Linked DNA regions of Mus musculus: region 1 is linked to region 2. A link is a contact called in public Hi-C data. All regions are on one chromosome and are shown on one strand. The core of a region is the stretch at or near the end of the contact, and the rest is flanking DNA. Distances in the headings are between cores, read along the strand shown. Region 1 overlaps Gm14061 (a long non-coding RNA gene). Region 2 has its middle 160 kb from the start of Gm14062.

Region 1 (6,794 bases), core at 501-3,000, 630 kb after region 2:
AAAGAAACCAAAACTACACAGTGGAAAAAGAAAGCATCTTCAACAAATGGTGCTGGATAACTGGGTTTCTGTATATAGAAGAACGCAAATAGATCCAGATCTACCAGCCTGCATAAAACTCAAGTCCCAGTAGATCAAAGACCTCAATGTAAGGCTGGATACACTAAATCTAATAGCATAAAAAGTGGAGAATAGCCTAGGATGCATTGGTACAGAAAACAACTTTATGAACTGAATAACTCAGGTTCTAAGATCAACAATTAAGAAATGAGATCACAGAAACTAAAAAGGTTCTGTATGACAACGAACACCATCAAAAGGACAAAATGGAAGCCTATAGAATGGGTAAAGATCTTCACCAGCCCTACAAATTACAGAGGGCTGATACCCAAAATATATAAAGAACTCAAGAAACTAGCCATCAACAAACCAATTTGAAAATGTGTTACAGATCTAAACAGAGTATTCTCAATGAAAGAATCTCTAATGGACAAGAGTTACTTGAATTAATGTTTAACATCCTTAGTCATCAAAAAATGCAAATCAAATGATTTTGAAATTCCACCTTACATGCACCAGCATGTCTAAATCAAAAACTCAAGAGACACATGCTGGTGAGGGTATGGACCCAAGGGAACACTCCTCCATTTCTGAGTGCAAACTTGGAAAATCACTTTGAACATCAATTTCATCATTTCTCTGAAAATGTGGGTGAGTTCTGACTCAAGACCCAGCTATACCACTCCTGGGCATACAGCCAAAAATGGCTCCATCACCCTCCTTTATGAGTGATTTTCTCTCCTTTAAATGATGGTTTAATTCTCATCTAGGGCCAGGTAAATGTGTAACTATTGCACTTAGAACATTTGTTACACCATTTTCCTGGCTGATGCCCTCTTTACCTCCTTCCTTTCATCATATTGATTGTGTATGCTGTGGGTCCTTTCAGGCTAGATGCTTCAGATGTACACTGTTCAGTTGTCCCTATAAAGACAGGGCTATGAGTAGACCTTGCTCACTTCTATCATCATGTATAGACAGTTAAATAGGTTCTGGGGGTCATTGTCACTTATACATTGGAAGTTACTTTCTCTGTGGACACTGAGTGTGCAAGCCACCATCCATTTAGCTTTGCAGTCACTTTTCAGTCTGAGTAGACTGTTTTCCCACAGGCACAATTTATTTTGTTATCAACTAGAACATCTATTTCCTCACAAGTATTACTTCTTCATGAAAGTATCATGCAACATTAATAATAAATGTTGGCTAGTACTGACTTTGTTAGTGGAAAGCAAACGAGTGCCAGAGGAGAGTTTTCCCCACACACAGAGGGTGTGACTCAATTTGGTGTGTTATGAAAATTCATGAGGTGAAAAATTTCCACTAGATGTTTACTTAAGAGAGATATGTGGTGGGTAATTTCTAGCAAATGAAAAAGAATGTTGTTTTATGGGCCTTAAAAATGGGCAAAGAAATTAAGTAAGAGGGCTGAAATTAAACCACACTACTTTAACAGCAAAAGACAACATAGCAGAGCAGAAAAGTTCTTGGTCCATAAGTGAGGCATGGGTTTTTCTCTGAGCTGGGCATAGGAGAAGACATTAACCCTCCCCAAACTCAGTCTTCTTTAGGAACAAAGAAAAAAATCCATTCGAAATCAAAGCTTGTGAAATATCTTGCGAAATGTCTTACTAGTATGGACTAGAATCTTGGCTGCCTGAGAGTTGGCTCAGGGGTCTCATTCCATCTAAGTTGTGGAGAGTCCACTCTGGTTGAGAGCTTGTCCAGCCTCCCACAGGTTGGTCTTGAGTCAGTCAGTTTGCTTGCCTAATAGTCAGAAAAAGAAGGAAACATTGGGCTGAGAAAGATAGCTCAGTTTCAAGAGTGTATGCATGCAACCCCAAGGATATGAGTTTGATCAAAGAACTCATGCTTAAAAAGCCAAGCATGGTCATAAACATATGTAATAACAGCATTGGAGGAATGGAATCACATGGGTCTCTGGGAATCACTGTCAGATAACCTAGTCTACTAGCTGAGTTGGCCACTAAAATAATGTGCCTCAAAATCAAGATGGACAATACAAGAAAAAACACTCAAGGTTAATTTCAGGCCTCCATGTGAGCTGATCTATATGTGAGCATCCCCACCCCCCCCAGCCCTGTGTAAGTCTACCCAACACATTAAATACATTCATACACATACACACACACACGAGAGAGACAGAGACAGAGACAGAGAGAGAGAGAGAAAGAGAAAGAAAGAGAGAGAGACAGAGAGACAGAGATACAGAGATAGAGAAAGACAGAGACTGAGAGACACAGAGAAAGTGAAAATTAATTTTTTTTTTATAGGATAGTGTTCTAGTTTCATTGCTCTTGCTGTGATAAAACACTCTGATTAAAAACATTTGTGGGAGGGCAGTTTATTTGACACACAATCCCAGGTTACAATACAAGACTGAGAGGAAGTTAAGGTAAGAACTTAAGCAGTTAGTCATATCATATATACTGTAAAGCTGAAAGAAAAAAAAAATTACTTGTGTGGTCTGCTTGTTTACTCAGTTACTGCTTCTCTCTTCTACCCTTCAGAGTGCAGCCTCAGCCTCAGGAATGGTGCCGCCCACAGTGGGAAGGGTCAGTTAACTTTCAAGACAGTTCCCTATAGACATGCTTGCACACAGTCCATCTACATAATCCATCAATTGAGACCCCATTTCCCAGGTTATTCTACCTTGTACTAAAGTAATGTTTAAAACAAACCATCACAGGCTTTTCAGGAGGTTCCACCTTGACTCAGGTGGGAGGACCCGGGTGGTGAGTTATCATTGTGCTGCCTAGCGAGAGGCTTAGTACCCATCAGGGAATGGGTAGAGTTGGCGTATAATGAATATGTGTCAAATTTAGGCAGGGCTGTACATCTTGCTATATTTTCTTTTAATGATGACTTTTGGTCTTCTCCATTTTCTTTTTCTTCTTACGGAAGGGTTTTTCTGTGTATCCTCAGCTGACCTTGAACCCCTGGTCCTTTTGCTTCAGCCTCAGGATTACTGATGTGCACTCCCATGTCTGCCATTCCTTCTTTCTCAAACTCCACTTACTTTAATGTTTAGAATATTCCTTTCCATGAAGTACTGACTTCGAATTCTCTTCTTCCTACTTGGAATAATAACACATTTCTCAACCTTTCATCCCTCCCAATCAGGTTGCAGCCACTCATGCACGACATTTGAATCTTACTTCTTCTTTTTTAAAATTGAATTTTATTTGTAATTCATTTTTTTTTACACTCCATATTCCATTCCCCACCCCATCCATCCTCCAACTGCTCTACATCCCACAGCTCCTCCCCACACAGTCTCCACAAGGATGCCCCCACCCTCCACCTCATCTGACCTCTAAACTCCCTGAGGCATCCAGTCTCTTGATGGTTAGGTGCATCATTTCTGAATGGACACAGACCCTGCTGTTCTCTATTCTATGTGTGTTGGGGGCCTCATACCAGTTGGTGTATGTTGTCTGTTTTGTGGCCCAGTGTTTAAAGGTCACAGGGGTCCAGATTAATTAAGACTGCTGGTCCTCTTATAGAATCACCCTTCTCATCAGCTTCTTTCAGGCTTCCCTAATTCAGCAACAGGGGTCAGCTGCTTCTGTCCATTGGTTGAGTGCAAATATCTATATCTGACTCTTTCAGCTGCCTGTTGGGTCTTTTGGAGGGAAGTTTTGATAGATCCTTTTTTTATGAGTGCTTCATAGCATCAGTAATAGTGTCAGGCCTTGGGATCTTCCCTTGAACTGGATCTCTCTTTGGGCCTGTCGCTGGACCTTCCTTTCCTCAGGTTCCTCTCCATTTCCATCCCTGTAATTCTTTCAGACAGAAACAATTATGGGTCAGAGATGTGACTGTGGGATGGCAACCCCATCCTGAATCTTACTTCTTAGGGATAAAACTCCTTAAGGAACATGCATGGCCTTGTATCTTGGCTCTCTGAGTCATTCTGTACTCAACTCACTGTAAGGGAATTCAGGATTTGCTGTAGAGTTAAGGCCCTCCAGAGATAATCCCCATATGTCAAAGTTCAAGGACTGGCAGCATAGATCTGGGTATTGTCTTCAAAGTCAACATTGCAATTGAGTTCCACTTGCCCAAACTGGCGACCTACTATTCAGGGTGACTTATCATGAACCATTTATAACTTATTTCATGTGAACAATTTCCCCTTCCTTATATTAATCTTTCTGTCTAGTCGTGTGTGCTTCTTGGTATTATATCTTAGATTACTGCCTGTACTCACCTCTGTTTCTGAGCAAGATAAGAAAACTTAGAGTAAAGAACTGTGTGCTGAAATTCTTAGAAAAATAGAACACCCAGAATTGAGTTATGCATATTATAGGGACAAAATGAATACAGGTTAAATAATAAAAATGAGGCGAGAAAATGCCCTATATAAATATGTTTCTTTTGTTTGTCTACGTATGAGGCCATCCTGTCATACTGAGCTTTCTACTCACGAAGAACAGTTTGGAGATACTCTATACCTGGCTGATGCCATATAGACTTCTTGGTCACCCACACATCTCTTTTTTGTTCTGGCTGGAACACTCATCTCCCATCCACAATGCTCAGTACTGCAGCACCCTCAGATTCTAGAGAAGTAACCTCTGCTAGGTCAGCTTAGGGTGCACTTACATTCTAGATGCAGACAATGACTGCTGTCATTGGGATACCATCTCTAGGTCCCCTTCATTTAACTGGAGCTACGTGGGGAACTTTAACACTGTGTGTACAGCTTCAGTCTGAAACCAGACTCCAGATGACACCATATCACTTCATCCCACACTGCTCAGCTCTTTTTCGACCCACCATGTTTCCCTCTTCCTGTTGCTGAAAGCCCATTGCCAGTTTCTAAGGCGAGTCAGAATCCCTTTCTCAAGCTCTGATTAGAAATTTCAGCGAGCTCCTGGCACTTAATATGATGCCTCGAGCTTCACCTTTCAAGATTTTCAGGCAGCCTCCTGCTGGATTTGTCATACAATATGACAATTCATGTTTAAGAAATTGCAGGAAAGTTATCTATATGCAACAATATAAGACCTGTTGCTCATTATCTTAATTTAAATTTTTACATATTAAAAAAGCTGAGAAAAGTGTTTGAAAAACCTTTTGTAGAAAGTGCCAGAGAAAGTGTAGACATTGTTCAATACCTAAAATAAAGCAGCTGTAAAACTTCTCTAGACAACATAAATTCACTTTCCATGGCAAGGCTAAACATATGCCTTTTCTGTTTCTTGCCATAAAAATTACACTGAAACTTTATGTACAATGATACTTAATATAGCTGAGTTAATCATTTACAGGAGGCTACTTTGTGGCTAGAATATTTTAGCTGCCCTGTTGCCTTTGCAATGAAGAGAAGAGAGTAGCAAGAAATACCAAGAACAACTTCTGAGAGTCCCTGAGGCCTTGCTTAATGGAGTGTATACAATCAAATTTCAGTAAGCTGTGGCTAGATTATCCATGCCAGGGCATCCCAGTTTGCAATGTGTCTGTAAATCACATGAGATTTTGCTTAGATTTATATTTTAATTTAGGAGACTGTGAAAAAGTACCCTCTCCAATGAATGATGTAATTTTCATTTGCATAGTTCACAGTTCATAGGATCCATGTAATGAGGTCTTATATGTGTAGTGTTTGTTTGTTTGTTTTCTGTGAGTGTACAGATAATATAATTGGAAGATGAAATTGGAATTTTACCATGGAGGTTATTCATGAATGCAACCGGCATCAAAATGTACTCCTGGTTTGTAATGATAAACTGTAATTCCAAGGACATTGAAAGATGCTATGTAGGATTTGAAATAGGACAAGTGATATTTTTGCTCAATTAATTTTCTGGGTCATATTAAACAGGAACTAAATATACATTTTTACCTAGTTTTCAGAAAGAGTATTAAATTTATAATAATAATAAAAGATATCAAGGCCATAAATAGTCTAACAAATACCAAAAATAATACGTTCACCATAGCTTGCATGACTTATAAAGTTAGCTCTCTCAACACAAACCCTTTATTGTTAGCTTCTGCAAGAGATCATCAAGTTCTAGTCTCTGTTTTGAACACAAAATACTTGAATTATTTTCCTATGCCACTACAGCCATGTTTGGAACAACTTATGTGCTATAGTGAAATGGTTACACAGAATAATCATAAAGGTAGACTATGACACACAGATCATATTGTTTCATGGCATGAGAATGCTGAGAAGCAAATAAAAATACATTTTAAATCTTTCTAATTTCCCCCTTTGATATTTTATATGTTTATAGTATATCAAAATATTGTAGAAGATGGATGCCAGCAAAAAATGGCAGAGCAAGGACATCTGAAAATTCTCTCCTTCGTAAAGCTATAAGAAATCGATCAAAAATAGTATCAACACTTACAGACTTATGGAAATTAATCAGAGCCTTACACTTACATGCAAAACTTTTAATCAGTATCAGAGGATGGATCTCAGGAAAGCCGTCAATGGACACAGGACACTTCTCTAGTGCTGTTCTTCTGTCCCCTGTTCTGTTTTGTGCTAGCCTGGAAAGCATCCAGCCTGTAATCATGGTTGAAAACAGCAGCCTTGCAGGACCTAGTTGGGGAAGGGCAGGGTATAGACTTTCAAGCTGAAAGGGACTGACACAGCATGGGCAACTCTTGTGTTGTTGTGCTAACAATACCTGACAGCAACAACTTAAGCGAATCCTCATGGTTACCAAGGGATTGAATCTATCATGTAAGGG
Region 2 (6,045 bases), core at 2,751-5,250:
GTGGTGTCCCCAGATAAGATTGTGCCCCAAAAGGTAGAGATAAGAAGAGATCACCTCCATACCTTAAATGATTTTCAAAAGCTGTTGGGAGATATTAATTGGCTCAGACCCTTTTTAAAGATTCCTTCTGCTGAATTAAGGCCTTTGTTTAGTATTTTAGAAGGAGATCCTCATATCTCCTCCCCTAGGACTCTTGCTCTAGCTGCTAACCAGGCCTTACAAAGGGTGGAAAAAGCCTTACAGAATGCACAATTGCAACGTATTGGGGATTCGCAGCCTTTCAGTTTGTGTGTCTTTAAGACAGCACAATTGCCAACTGCAGTTTTGTGGCAGAATGGGCCATTGTTGTGGATCCATCCAAACGTATCCCCAGCTAAAATAATAGATTGGTATCCTGATGCAATTGCACAGCTTGCCCTTAAAGGCCTAAAAGCAGCAATCACCCACTTTGGGCAAAGTCCATATCTTTTAATTGTACCTTATACCGCTGCACAGGTTCAAACCTTGGCAGCCGCATCTAATGATTGGGCAGTTTTAGTTACCTCCTTTTCAGGAAAAATAGATAACCATTATCCAAAGCATCCAATCTTACAGTTTGCCCAAAATCAATCTGTTGTGTTTCCACAAATAACAGTAAGAAACCCACTTAAAAATGGGATTGTGGTATATACTGATGGATCAAAAACTGGCATAGGTGCCTATGTGGCTAATGGTAAAGTGGTATCCAAACAATATAATGAAAATTCACCTCAAGTGGTAGAATGTTTAGTGGTCTTAGAAGTTTTAAAAACCTTTTTAGAACCCCTTAATATTGTGTCAGATTCCTGTTATGTGGTAAATGCAGTAAATCTTTTAGAAGTGGCTGGAGTGATTAAGCCTTCCAGTAGAGTTGCCAATATTTTTCAGCAGATACAATTAGTTTTGTTATCTAGAAGATCTCCTGTTTATATTACTCATGTTAGAGCCCATTCAGGCCTACCTGGCCCCATGGCTCTGGGAAATGATTTGGCAGATAAGGCCACTAAAGTGGTGGCTGCTGCCCTATCATCCCCGGTAGAGGCTGCAAGAAATTTTCATAATAATTTTCATGTGACGGCTGAAACATTACGCAGTCGTTTCTCCTTGACAAGAAAAGAAGCCCGTGACATTGTTACTCAATGTCAAAGCTGCTGTGAGTTCTTGCCAGTTCCTCATGTGGGAATTAACCCACGCGGTATTCGACCTCTACAGGTCTGGCAAATGGATGTTACACATGTTTCTTCCTTTGGAAAACTTCAATATCTCCATGTGTCCATTGACACATGTTCTGGCATCATGTTTGCTTCTCCGTTAACTGGAGAAAAAGCCTCACATGTGATTCAACATTGTCTTGAGGCATGGAGTGCTTGGGGGAAACCCAGACTCCTTAAGACTGATAATGGACCAGCTTATACGTCTCAAAAATTTCAGCAGTTCTGCCGTCAGATGGACGTAACCCACCTGACTGGACTTCCATACAACCCTCAAGGACAGGGTATTGTTGAGCGTGCGCATCGCACCCTCAAAGCCTATCTTATAAAACAGAAGAGGGGAACTTTTGAGGAGACTGTACCCCGAGCACCAAGAGTGTCGGTGTCTTTGGCACTCTTTACACTCAATTTTTTAAATATTGATGCTCATGGCCATACTGCGGCTGAACGTCATTGTTCAGAGCCAGATAGGCCCAATGAGATGGTTAAATGGAAAAATGTCCTTGATAATAAATGGTATGGCCCGGATCCTATCTTGATAAGATCCAGGGGAGCTATCTGTGTTTTCCCACAGAATGAAGACAACCCATTTTGGGTACCAGAAAGACTCACCCGAAAAATCCAGACTGACCAAGGGAATACTAATGTCCCTCGTCTTGGTGATGTCCAGGGCGTCAATAATAAAGAGAGAGCAGCGTTGGGGGATAATGTCGACATTTCCACTCCCAATGACGGTGATGTATAATGCTCAAGTATTCTCCTGCTTTTTTACCACTAACTAGGAACTGGGTTTGGCCTTAATTCAGACAGCCTTGGCTCTGTCTGGACAGGTCCAGATGACTGACACCATTAACACTTTGTCAGCCTCAGTGACTACAGTCATAGATGAACAGGCCTCAGTTAATGTCAAGATACAGAGAGGTCTCATGCTGGTTAATCAACTCATAGATCTTGTCCAGATACAACTAGATGTATTATGACAAATAACTCAGCAGGGATGTGAACAAAAGTTTCCGGGATTGTGTGTTATTTCCATTCAGTATGTTAAATTTACTAGGGCAGCTAATTTGTCAAAAAGTCTTTTTCAGTATATGTTACAGAATTGGATGGCTGAATTTGAACAGACCCTTCGAGGCTTGCCATCATTCAGGTCAACTCCACGCGCTTGGACCTGTCCCTGACCAAAGGATTACCCAATTGGATCTCCTCAGCATTTTCTTTCTTTAAAAAATGGGTGGGATTAATATTATTTGGAGATACACTTTGCTGTGGATTGGTGTTGCTTCTTTGATTGGTCTGTAAGCTTAGGGCCTAAACTAGGAGAGACAAGGTGGTTATTGCCCAGGCGCTTGCAGGACTAGAACATGGAGCTTCCCCTGATATATCTATGCTTAGGCAATAGGTCGCTGGCCACTCAGCTCTTATATCTCACGAGGCTAGTCTCATTGCACGAGATAGAGTGAGTGTGCTTCAGCAGCCCGAGAGAGTTGCAAGGCTAAGCACTGCAATGGAAAGGCTCTGCGGCATATATGAGCCTATTCTAGGGAGACATGTCATCTTTCATGAAGGTTCAGTGTCCTAGTTCCCTTCCCCCAGGCAAAACGACACGGGAGCAGGTCAGGGTTGCTCTGGGTAAAAGCCTGTGAGCCTAAGAGCTAATCCTGTACATGGCTCCTTTACCTACACACTGGGGATTTGACCTCTATCTCCACTCTCATTAATATGGGTGGCCTATTTGCTCTTATTAAAAGAAAAAGGGGGAGATGTTGGGAGCCGCCCCCACATTCGCCGTTACAAGATGGCGCTGACATCCTGTGTTCTAAGTGGTAAACAAATAATCTGCGCATGTGCCAAGGGTATCTTATGACTACTTGTGCTCTGCCTTCCCCGTGACGTCAACTCGGCCGATGGGCTGCAGCCAATCAAGGAGTGACACGTCCGAGGCGAAGGAGAATGCTCCTTAAGAGGGACGGGGTTTTCGTTTTCTCTCTCTCTTGCTTTTTCGCTCTCTTGCTTTTCCCTCTCTCTTGCTTCTTGCTCTCTTTTCCTGAAGATGTAAGAATAAAGCTTTGCCGCAGAAGATTCTGGTCTGTGGTGTTCTTCCTGGCCGGTCGTGAGAACGCGTCGAATAACATTCTTCCCCTCCCTAGACTAATTCCCACAATCCTCTGCAGATCTCTCCAGGGAACTCTTCTGTAACAAATCACTTGCCAGGAATGTTTGGCTCCGACTCTACTTTGGGAAGAGCAGGACCTCAGATGTATCTGGAGACTCCCAATTCCAGCTGTGTGAATCCTCATAACTATTCTGCTTGGGAATTTGCTTGGCCATCGCAGAAACATCTAGGAGCACAAATCACTTTTGTTCCCACACAGCCAGCTCCTGATCAAGCGAGGCCCAGGATGCTTCAGCAGCCTGTCCCCCACCCCCTGTCCCGTCAGAGAAGTGAATCAACATGTTTCTGAATGCTTGCCATGTTACGTCCCTAATTCCAGCTTTATGCTCTCACTCATCATTTTAAGTATGTGTTACTAGATCTGTTTCATAGTCAAGGAAGCTGAAGTTCAGAGAGGTTATAAAAACTGAACAAATTCCCACACACCGAGACACAACTTAGGCCTTTAACTTTCAACTTCCAGTCGGGTGAATTGCGTACATACTTTACGGCAGCTGGCCTTGCTGGTGCCACCTGAAAGTAAATAGTGCTCACCAGAGGCCACGTCACCATTACATCCAGAAAAAGACAGAGCCCAGGCCACTTCTGCACCAAGACAGTGACTAAGTGCTACAGTACTGCCTAAGCACAATGACAATGACTAAGCCACCCCCTCTCACATCTGTGAGTCACTGTTCTTTTCCAACTATGGCCTAGTTCAGGTTAATCTTTCTAACTCCTAGATAAATGTATCCCAATATCCTGACAAAATCCGATCTAAAATCAGGCCCCTGCTTTCCTGTTTCCCCCTTGGAGTTATTTAAAGTCCGGTCTACTCTCAAGCCTCTCCCAGGATTCTACTGAGCTCTCAGTAGCATAAAATATGACGTGTTCCTGGTGGATTTATCATCTACGTTTCTTGATTTGTCAGGTGGTTTTCAATATAATTTCTCCTTAAAACAAATATGTTATTGTCTGGTACCATATTTCCTGAAACGTTAAGGCTATATATACTGTAAAATGTACATCTATAAGTTTTTAAAAAATACGTGCTTTTCTTTCAAAATATTGCTTTAAACCATGACACCATCCTTTTATGTTAGCCTTGAACTTTGAATCAGTGATATCAGATTCTTGTGGCTTTAGTTTTTCACATACTCCAAGAATGTGATCAGTTGCACTAGTTGTCTGGAGACACAATGTTTTTGCTTATACCTCTGTGATAAAGTTTAACTACTGTACTTGGGTACATCTTCCTTTCTTAGAAAGCCTGGTGTTGCACTATGCAAAAACAGTTTCTTTATTCCTCCAACATCAAATATTTGCTTCACGAATAACAACTTTAAACTACATTGCAGCCTGTGCTGGAGGACTTCTTTCTTCTAAGTTGTCAAACATTGGTACGTATAGTAAACATTGGCATATATAGTAAACATTGGTATATATAGTAAACACTGGTACATATAGTAGAAGTTCTTGGTGCCCTTCACTTGGGTGCTTTACCCATCCTCCAACTGCTGTGATTTCTGATGGCTCAGAATAGACCTCTTCGCTGTTCTTGTCCTCTGAGGTCACTTTACTAGAGGCAACTAGTTGACAAAGGACATGCCCCCAATATGACCTTGAGAGCTTATTGGAGTAAAAATCTCCATGGATGAAGAGAATCTGAAGAAGGAACAAAATAATCCAACAAGCAGAGCCTGAAAGCAAATATCAGACCTGGCAGAGTTAAATCAGAAACAGAGAATGGGATCAAAAGCTTCAGAAGGGACCAGAATGACTGAGAATGGAAATTTACCAATTAACACCAACTCTATGGATGGAAAATCCCCAATTCAAACCAACATTATGAAGTTCTCCTTCCTGCAAGATAGGAAAACATCTTTTCATTTGCTTCTAGTTCATCCATGAGACAGATTTGAGTTTGCTCTTGTTTCCCAATGGACCAACCTGCAATAAAGCACTTTCATTTTTCAAAACTCTTGGCTTCTGTGCATGTAAGCAGTGAGACTTGCTGTGTATCCCAGTATTGGCAGATTTCTGTACACACTTTCTCACATCATCAACTAGACATTAGTAACTTTTTGTCTGGGGATTTCTTCTAAAAACAAGGTCTCAAAGAATTTTAATCAAAATACTCTGGGTTGGGAAAAAATAAATAAAAGAATAATTTTTGGGGTCAAAGACCTAGAAATTTTTGTAGATAAAATTTATTATAGTTTATGCATATTTAAATGAAAAATCTTTGAATATTTTTTACTTTTTAAATTCCATTCACCTTTCCAGCTTTATTTGTATTCTTCTTTTACTTTTATATTTACCCTTTATTTAGGATTTTCAAACTGTATTTTTTTTTTAAATAAAGGTTTAGAAAAATAAGTTCTCTGGAGCGTCTTATGAGTTCTCCTTTGATTCAAATAGTGTTTATTCTTGATTTTATAAAAGGTAAAGATACTGGTATATTCAAAAAATGTTAATCTCCCGGTTGGTCATGATGAAAATGCACAGTTTTTACCAACTCAGATTGACAACTCCATCCACTCTTCCTACCAGGACTCAAGACTGAAAGTCTCAAGAAGGGAGGGTTTAAACTGTAAGTCATTTATCTTCTGGGAAAGACCTTATAGATGTACAGTTACTTTGCTGGGACCAGTCACCTGC

The links. Hi-C and Micro-C count contacts between places; a contact is called where the count stands out from the background.
Region 1: a Hi-C map of adipose-derived mesenchymal stem cells shows a contact between it and region 2, with 2.8 times the contacts expected there. The contact joins two enhancer-like sites.

Annotation. Positions count from the first base shown.
Region 1 is chr2:138,674,136-138,680,929 of GRCm38.p6, forward strand. The region is part of intron 5 of Gm14061 (a long non-coding RNA gene); the gene reads left to right. Among named protein-coding and RNA genes, the nearest start is that of Gm14061, 96 kb to the left of the region's middle. Within about 2 kb of position 1,751, at least 14 of the 459 cell types and tissues checked have an H3K27ac peak or open chromatin away from gene starts, as enhancers often do. A contact at or near this core is called in adipose-derived mesenchymal stem cells, where this site is marked.
Region 2 is chr2:138,036,926-138,042,970 of GRCm38.p6, forward strand. No RefSeq gene overlaps it. Among named protein-coding and RNA genes, the nearest start is that of Gm14062, 160 kb to the left of the region's middle. Within about 2 kb of position 4,001, at least 52 of the 459 cell types and tissues checked have an H3K27ac peak or open chromatin away from gene starts, as enhancers often do. A contact at or near this core is called in adipose-derived mesenchymal stem cells, where this site is marked.